2 separate regions of the Mus musculus genome follow, and region 2 is linked to region 1. Evidence: chromatin contacts called from public promoter capture Hi-C data. All regions are on one chromosome and are shown on one strand. Each heading gives the region's core, a stretch centred on a gene start, on an enhancer-like site or on the middle of the called end of the contact. The rest is flanking DNA. Distances are from core to core; before and after follow the strand shown.

Region 1 (3,809 bases), core at 596-3,095:
GACTGACCACTATGGATACCCACCAACATGATTATCTAGAGCAGCGATTCTCAGCCTATGTGCCACAACCCCTTTTGGGGGGGGGGGTGGAAGACTAGCGACATTCTCACAGGAATCGTGTCAGATATCTTGAATATAAGATATTTACAGTATGATTCATAACAGTGGCAAAATTACAGTTATGAAGTTGCAACAAAAGTAATTTTATGGCAGGGTCACAACATCACGAGGAACTGTATTAAAGGGTCACAGCACGTGGAAGCCCGAGAGCCACTGTTCTAGAGGATCAGAAAATTCAGCTCTCTCCCCTACTCCTGGCTTTCTTTGTTTATGTAAAAGTAGATAGCCAATTCTCTTTTAAAATTCGAACATGTGGTTCTTGGGAAAAGAAAAAAAAATGTTGGAAAGGGACCTGTGGAAGCAATGGCAGGCATCTCCTGTGGCTGACATGCCTGAGCCAGCCACATCTGTTGGGCCACAGTGAAGAGAGACGGAAGGCAGGCATAGGGATGGGCTGGAGAGAGCAAGAAGAAAGCATGACAACATTTTAGAGGCAGAGGAGATGGTGTGTGTTCTTCCTTCTGCCTTTGTCTGGCCCTCTCCCATATGGCGGTCTCCTTTGGATGGACAGGGTTGCAGGGGCCCTTTGATGTTTTTTTGGAGCAGCTGTGGCTATCTTAGACTTCTATTCCTATAAGAAAACAACTTGGGGAACTAAGGGTTAATGTCTCATATACTTCCACACCATCGCCCATCACCAAAGGAAATTAGGGCAGGGAGTGACTGGGAGGCCATGGAGGAGTGCTGTTTGCAAAGCTGCTCTTAGTAGTTAACCTGTTCTGCTTAAATAATGTAATGGCACCAGGACCATTCACCCTGGGATGGCACTATTCACAGTGAGCTGGGCTCGTTCATGTCAGTTATCAATTAAACGTATCCTCCAGCCGATCTAGAGGGGACATTTTCTAGTTGAGGTTCTGACTTCCCAAATAACTCTGCCTTGTGTCAAGCTAACATAATACTAGCCAGCACAGTGGGCTGTCATCACATTTTAGAGCCTGCCTAGAAGCTTAGGCCAGCAGATGTCAGAAAATAAAAGTCCAAGTTCCACTTGAACGCACAGATCATCTGCGGCTGCCCTTGGCTCGTTGCAGCGCATCGTAGGGTTTCCTTCAAGAACAGACGCAAGGGGTTGTGATCATCAAAAGAGAAAGAGCTGTAAGAATATGCTCTGGCGGGGTGTGGGGGAAGGGGGTGCCTCAGCGGGCCCATGCCAAGGCATCCCTTCCCCCTAAGGGGAAGACACACACAAGTATAGTATAGAATAGATTTTATTTAGGGCATGGGAAGGGGAGTTAAGAGGGTCACAGAGGCAGAGAAAGGCAGAGAGAAGGAGAGATTAGAGGCTTACCATAGAAGTCAGCCATGGCCACATGGAGAGAGGAGGTACGGGAATGGGGAGAGAGGGGGCACAAGGAGGCAAGAGAGAGGCAAGAGAGCCAAGAGGGTAAGAGAGAGACACAAGGGGTATAGTTGATGGCTGGTTGAGAGCTGGGGAGTCTGAAGATACTCTTTGGTCATTTAATTATTTCCGGCGGTTTGTCTTAGAAAGTGAAACTCTCCATTGGCCGGATCCCAAACTCAGAGAAGCTCCACGCTTCCCCCTGTGCATGCTCCTTAAGACACCAGTTGGCTGAGTCTGTCCAGCGGGATTTGCCAGAACTGGAGAGGACACCAAAGAGGAGCCCTGCCATCAAAAAGAGTCAGAAGGAAGCTGCTGGGGAGTAGGCTACTGCAGGCCCAGGACACAGAAGGATGGAACCTGGGCCACACACAGCCGTGTGACTGGAGACAAGGCTGCATCTGTCTCTGAGTCACCACTGAATTAACAGTGGGGCCACTGGCCCCACATGAAATAATGACTAAGGAGTAGAGTTAAAACGGAAGGGCTGATTATCTGAGATTCTGCCCCAGACACGGCAGACATCATTCAGTAAATCCCTGGTCTAATTAATAGCTGTGTGCTTCCGAGGTCACAGTCCACACAGCTGGCTCTTCGTTAGCCATATCATTTCAGGGATGCAAGAGAGTGAACGTGTGTCGCAACCCTCCCAGACACTTCCTGTGGCTCAGCAACCCAGGAGTGGGAAGCTGAGGAAGTTTGGAGCTGTATCCAGCCAAGATGTGCTTGCTCTAAAAATAAATAGGAAACTATGTTTGGACACTCTTAATTGATTGGTTTATTGCCAAATCAATTCTGCAAAGCCAAAAGAATCAAAGGCCTTTCAGTAATCAGGAATGAGAGAGAGGCAGTGAGCTGAACACTAATCAGCTTGGGGACTGTTGGTGCGAAGGGGGATTTAGAAAATGCATCTTAGCAGGCTGTCCTTTCAGGGGGAAGAAATGAAGGCTTTGGAAGATAGTGATACTCGATCTTCATGACTCTTGAGTTCTGAGCGGTTCGGGGAACAGAACCACAAATCTGGTATCAGCTTTAGAAAGAACATTTCCCTGGCCTTTGCCTTGTGTGTGGGTTTAGCTTAGTAAAGACCTTTGGCTCGCAGAGGAGACATTCAGTACGTGTTCTGTTATCTAGATTATTGCCAGTGTGAAATGTGCATGTGTACATAAACCATGGAAATAAATAAAGTGCCATGTACAACTGTTTCAAATCTCATAAATAAGAAATCAAGCCACTTTGGTGAGGAAATTAATAAATAAATAACCATCAAGGCAAAACTGCTGGAATCCAGCTGTGGACGTGGATTCATGGACTCTGAAATCCACGTATCCCCTGCTCTCTATGTGCCTTCAGGGAGGCAAGGAGGAATCTAAGGACCTAGAGTTGACTATCCACCCACTCACAGCATCGTTGAGACAGATAAACATGACTGTAGGTCCTTCCCAGCACGTGATCAGCCTGCCACCCTCCCTCAAGCCGAGACCCTCCCTCCTGCCACAGAATGAGAAGGGGGAGGTCTTGATGTCAGGACCACGCTCTGGGTGCTTCTCCTATTCAAAATGTCTGCTTATCAAAACAAAATTGCTGGGCAAACTTCCAACCCAAAATTCCAATATGGCAGCTCTGGTGTAGGCGTCTGGAATCTGTATCCTAATGCACTCCTGAGGGATTTGACCAAGGAACACAGTTCCTTGGTCGAATCATCCCAGGGGCTCAGTGGAGAACTTGTGCTCCTTGAAGAGGACCAAGTTAGTTTTCAGCAATGCTGAAGGAAGCAAATGATCATCGCTCCACCCACCTCCAACAGAGAGCGGGGCCTGAGGAAAACAGCTCTGTTTCTCCCCTTGCTTCCTCCTCTGTGGAGAGCAACACAACCTCTCCTGGAGGACGGAACCTTCTTGACTGGGCTTAGGTATGTGTTGCTGGTGACTGAGATGGACAGGAGAAGCCCACCATTTCACCATTCTCTGTGCTGTTCCTCAGAGTCTGTCTGATCTCACTTCCTCTGTGCCACGCCTTTCCTAGAGCTGGAAGCAGCTACACACCCTGTGGCTCAATGGCAGTTCTTTGCTGTGGTTACAGCAGGACAACTCCAGACCTAGGAATGGAGATGTTTGTCTTTATCTGTCATTGAGATAAGAGTACAACCCAAGAGCCTACTGAGAGGTGGCTGGAAAAGCCATCAGGCCAGTCTTGGCAAAGGTTGTGTCTTGTGTTATACAATTTCATCAAAGTGAACTGCACCATTCCCATTCCTTCTGCTACCCATGGACAGATGCACAGTCAAAACTCCATCTGTAACCTTTTTTCACTGATGTCCGTATTGACCCCATTCCAAGTGGATGAC
Region 2 (3,588 bases), core at 747-3,246, 320 kb after region 1:
CCACCTATGCATGGTTCCTGTCAGTGCTTATGAAATAGAAACTTTGATTTGACTTTTAGAAGCCGTGACAGGAGTTCAAAGACACAAACTGAAGAATTGTTAACTGGAAGAATTATGAGAATTGCTCCTGTTTGATACAGTATTGTACTCAGAGACACCATCTTAAACACCACTCATTTCATACCTTTGAAGCTGCTCATGTAACTGATCTGTGATTTTCACCTTGTCCAGTAAATTCTGAATTTCAGATTTCTGTCGATTGATAATTTCCCTGTACTTTGATAACTCATCTTCCGTTCTTAAGCGTTCATCTTCTAGACATTTCGCCTGTGAAATGATCACAGTCAAGCTAAGCACAGACCGCCGTGCTCCATATGAACTCTCTCAGACAGGGCAGACACAGGAGTAACCTGAGACAAGTGCTGCAGGAGCTGCTGTGAGGAGACAGGAAGCTGCTGTCCTTATCTCAACGACAACAACTCCCCTGTGTTCAACTGCAGTGAACACCTGACACAACAGGACAGACATGGCAGACACTCGGTACTGTGCTGTGGTCTCAAGTCATGGTGCCTGCACAAAACCCTACTTCTAGATAAGCGACTGGCACGTGGAGCCAGCGTGTAAGTCCTAAGAGGGAGATTACTCTGACCACAGATTATTCACTAACATTGTTAGAAACTACTATTAAATACAGTCAGAAGGAGTATTTTGGGTCTGCCAACGACATAAGGGTGCTGTAAGGTCCACCCATTCTGCCAACTGCTCTGCTGTCCTTAGCTCCAAAGCCCAGATGTTCCAGGTGCAGATGCTGAAGTGTGCCATGAGCAAGGATGCATGGCAAGCACTTCCAGTGACTAACATAACCTCAGCTCAGCAAGAGTCAGTGGCAGTGCAAATGCTAAAGAAAATGCTAGTCTTTTCCTAAGTTCTTTTATTTTGAAAGATTTCTAAGCATTGCTTTCTGAACACCTTAAAAAGCAGAGTAAACTAAGAGTGTTCATCCCACCTGAGTTAGGAGTGAGGAACTGCTTACCTTCGTTCTCAATGTCCGTAGCTCATCCATGCCCTCCTTAAATGTCCTCTTTAGATCTTCTAGCTCCTTTATTTTGGCATGATGCATCTGGAAGAGACACAGATCGCTGAGAGACACAGGCGCACTAGCAGTATCCTGCCTGGTTTTCCTAAGAAGGCCTTATCTGTGGACAGTCACGAATGCACCACTCCTCTTCCTGAGTCACAGCCCAGCCAATCAGGATGTATTAGAGAGTGCGGAAGAACTAAACTCACCTCCAGCTGGTCAGATTTCTCTTGCATTTGTTTTTCAAGTTCTCCTTTTGTAACTCTGAGCTTTGCATCAAGCTCATTTGACTTAATTTCTTCAGATTCCTAATGGAAAAACAATGAAAAACACTTTTACTTTGAAAATAAACAAAGCTTTGCTATCAAGTTTACTAGCTGTGCAATAGATTATGCAGCCAAAACTGGAGAAAGTATTGAAGGACTTTAAGTGTTAACAGAGCAGAAACAGGAACAGTGCACTTTGAGTGTATGACATAATCCAGTGTTTTCTACGACGTTTTGAAGGGAAAGTCTCTGATAAGATGAGTCATGTGGTGTGCCCATGGAAGCCAGAGCTAACACCAAGCCTCTTCCTCAAGTGCCCTTCACTTTATTTTTGAGACAGGATATCATATAACTTGAGCTGATTTGATTGACTTGGCTCGACTGGCTGGCCAGTGAGCTGCATGGACCCACCTCTCTCTTCACCCTGACAAAGCCAAGGTTAGGGGTTCACACTGCCACACTCAGCTTTTATGTGGGCGCTCAGGTTCTTATGCTTGCCCACTAGACCGTCTCCCCACTTGAACTGCAGGTACTACAGCACAGGAACTAACCTGTATTTTAACTGAGTGCTTCAGAAATGCACGTACACTGCACAGTGGCAGACTTGGAACGTGCATGAGCACAGAGCTCTGATAACGGACTTCTCACCAAGGAAGCCTACCTGATAGGTCTTTATCATGTCCTGACAGTTCTGCCGGATTTGCTCAGCTTCCTCCTTTGCCTGGGTTAGTTTTGTAGTTGTTTCTTTGAGTTTATCTTTGGTTTCCTACAATGACAACACGACAAAGACAACATCAGGCACAGCGAGGTGGAGGACAGTGAGAGCAAAGAGGTCCCCGCTTGTGGGGTTCAGTAACAGCAACAAGGAGGTGTGACCTTGTGGGTGGGCTTTGAGGTTTCAAAGCTCACCCTTTCTGATACCCAAGGACCCAGATGTACTCTCTCAGTCCTTCTACAGCACCACGTCTTCCTGAAGTCCACCATGCTTCCCACCATGACAACAATGGACTGAGTGATGTAGTCCCCAATTAAATGTTTTCCTTTATAAGAGCTGCTGTGGTCATAGTGTCTCTTCACAGCAATGAAAACCCTAACTAGGACACTGTTGTAGCACTAGACTAAGGGGATTAAGCAGGAGTCTAACAGTTTGCTTGTTTCTGACGGGGAAAATGGCTAACAGTGAGACTGATGGACAGTAAGTTAATCAGCAGTCTTCCCCAGAGTCCTCTAAATGACTTCAGCACTGAGAAAAGCAGTCTTCTACGGTTCTTTGCACATTGCAGAGAGTCTCTGGCTGTGGCTGTGATATCCATTTGAAACTCCCTTTTAACTGAACGACACTACTGAACATGGCCTCTGCTTTGAGACTGCTAAATGGCATTCTTCATGCAGGATTTTTAGGGATTTCCTCATCAAAACCTGTTGCTTTTCCCTCATTCTTATTTTTCACTCACCTGCTCTAGTCCTGACTGCCTGACTCTTCAACTGTCCCTTGCCAATTCCCACTGAAAACATACACACTTTCTTTTGTATAGTCTATCTTCCTTATTATTCCTTGCTTGCTTCCTGCTCTCTGGTGATCTCTCTCCCAGCTTCCTGACTGCAGATGCAACGTGATCAAGGCCCTCAAACTGTCAGTCATGCCTTTCCTGCTCTAGTGCAAAACTGTGAGTCAAAAAGACTTCCCTTCCTTATGGTACAGCGATGAGGAAAGTAATGACTGACACCTGCTGCTCCTGTGGAGATCCTTTGGGCTCCTGTGAGGCCTAGGCAGCAGCCTCTGCTCTGGGCAGCTCAGTGACCCTCTTTTGTTCTTATGCTTGGGCAGCGTAGCCTTTGTCTCTTCAACATCTGCCCTGCACCTAGGCTCCACACATTACTCCATATGCCATTTTAACAATAAACATCTTATAACTAGCACTTATCTACCTTGAGGTACTGGTCTTTGATAGTCAGGGGCCAGTATCACTTAAAATATAGCAACACAATAACCAGAATACTTTTCCACAGAGCCTTAGACAAAGTATAAACAACCGTGGTTCTGCATCCTCACTCCTGTGACTAAGACACAACTGACATATATAGTTCTGGTCCATTTCAACACCCTAAATCCAGCAAGTGAGAGTGCCAGATAACACTGAACATTTGAATAAATGAAAACAAATCCCATTGTGTCAGGTTAAGGATGCTTACTGTCTATATTCTACCTATCAGCTGACCACTTACAGAGCTCACCGGATGACC

What was found. Capture Hi-C pulls out chosen DNA fragments and counts their contacts.
Region 2: a promoter capture Hi-C map of adipose tissue shows a contact between it and region 1. The contact joins two enhancer-like sites. A contact is called at or near these places in 2 of 115 datasets of contacts at active chromatin or transcription factors (large pre-B cells and pancreatic cancer cells) and 4 of 9 other capture datasets (adipose tissue, embryonic stem cells, liver and 1 more).

What each region holds. Positions count from the first base shown.
Region 1 is chr19:56,484,061-56,487,869 of GRCm38.p6, forward strand. It overlaps Plekhs1 (pleckstrin homology domain containing, family S member 1), which reads left to right. Exons shown (of 13, transcript NM_001164263.1): 13 at 1,609-2,669. The coding sequence ends at 1,788. Among named protein-coding and RNA genes, the nearest start is that of Plekhs1, 24 kb to the left of the region's middle. Within about 2 kb of position 1,846, at least 57 of the 459 cell types and tissues checked have an H3K27ac peak or open chromatin away from gene starts, as enhancers often do. A contact at or near this core is called in adipose tissue, where this site is marked.
Region 2 is chr19:56,799,880-56,803,467 of GRCm38.p6, forward strand. Ccdc186 (coiled-coil domain containing 186) reads right to left here. Exons shown (of 16, transcript NM_170757.2): 7 at 2,006-2,110; 8 at 1,288-1,386; 9 at 1,034-1,120; 10 at 185-327. Among named protein-coding and RNA genes, the nearest start is that of Ccdc186, 21 kb to the right of the region's middle. Within about 2 kb of position 1,997, at least 51 of the 459 cell types and tissues checked have an H3K27ac peak or open chromatin away from gene starts, as enhancers often do. A contact at or near this core is called in adipose tissue, where this site is marked.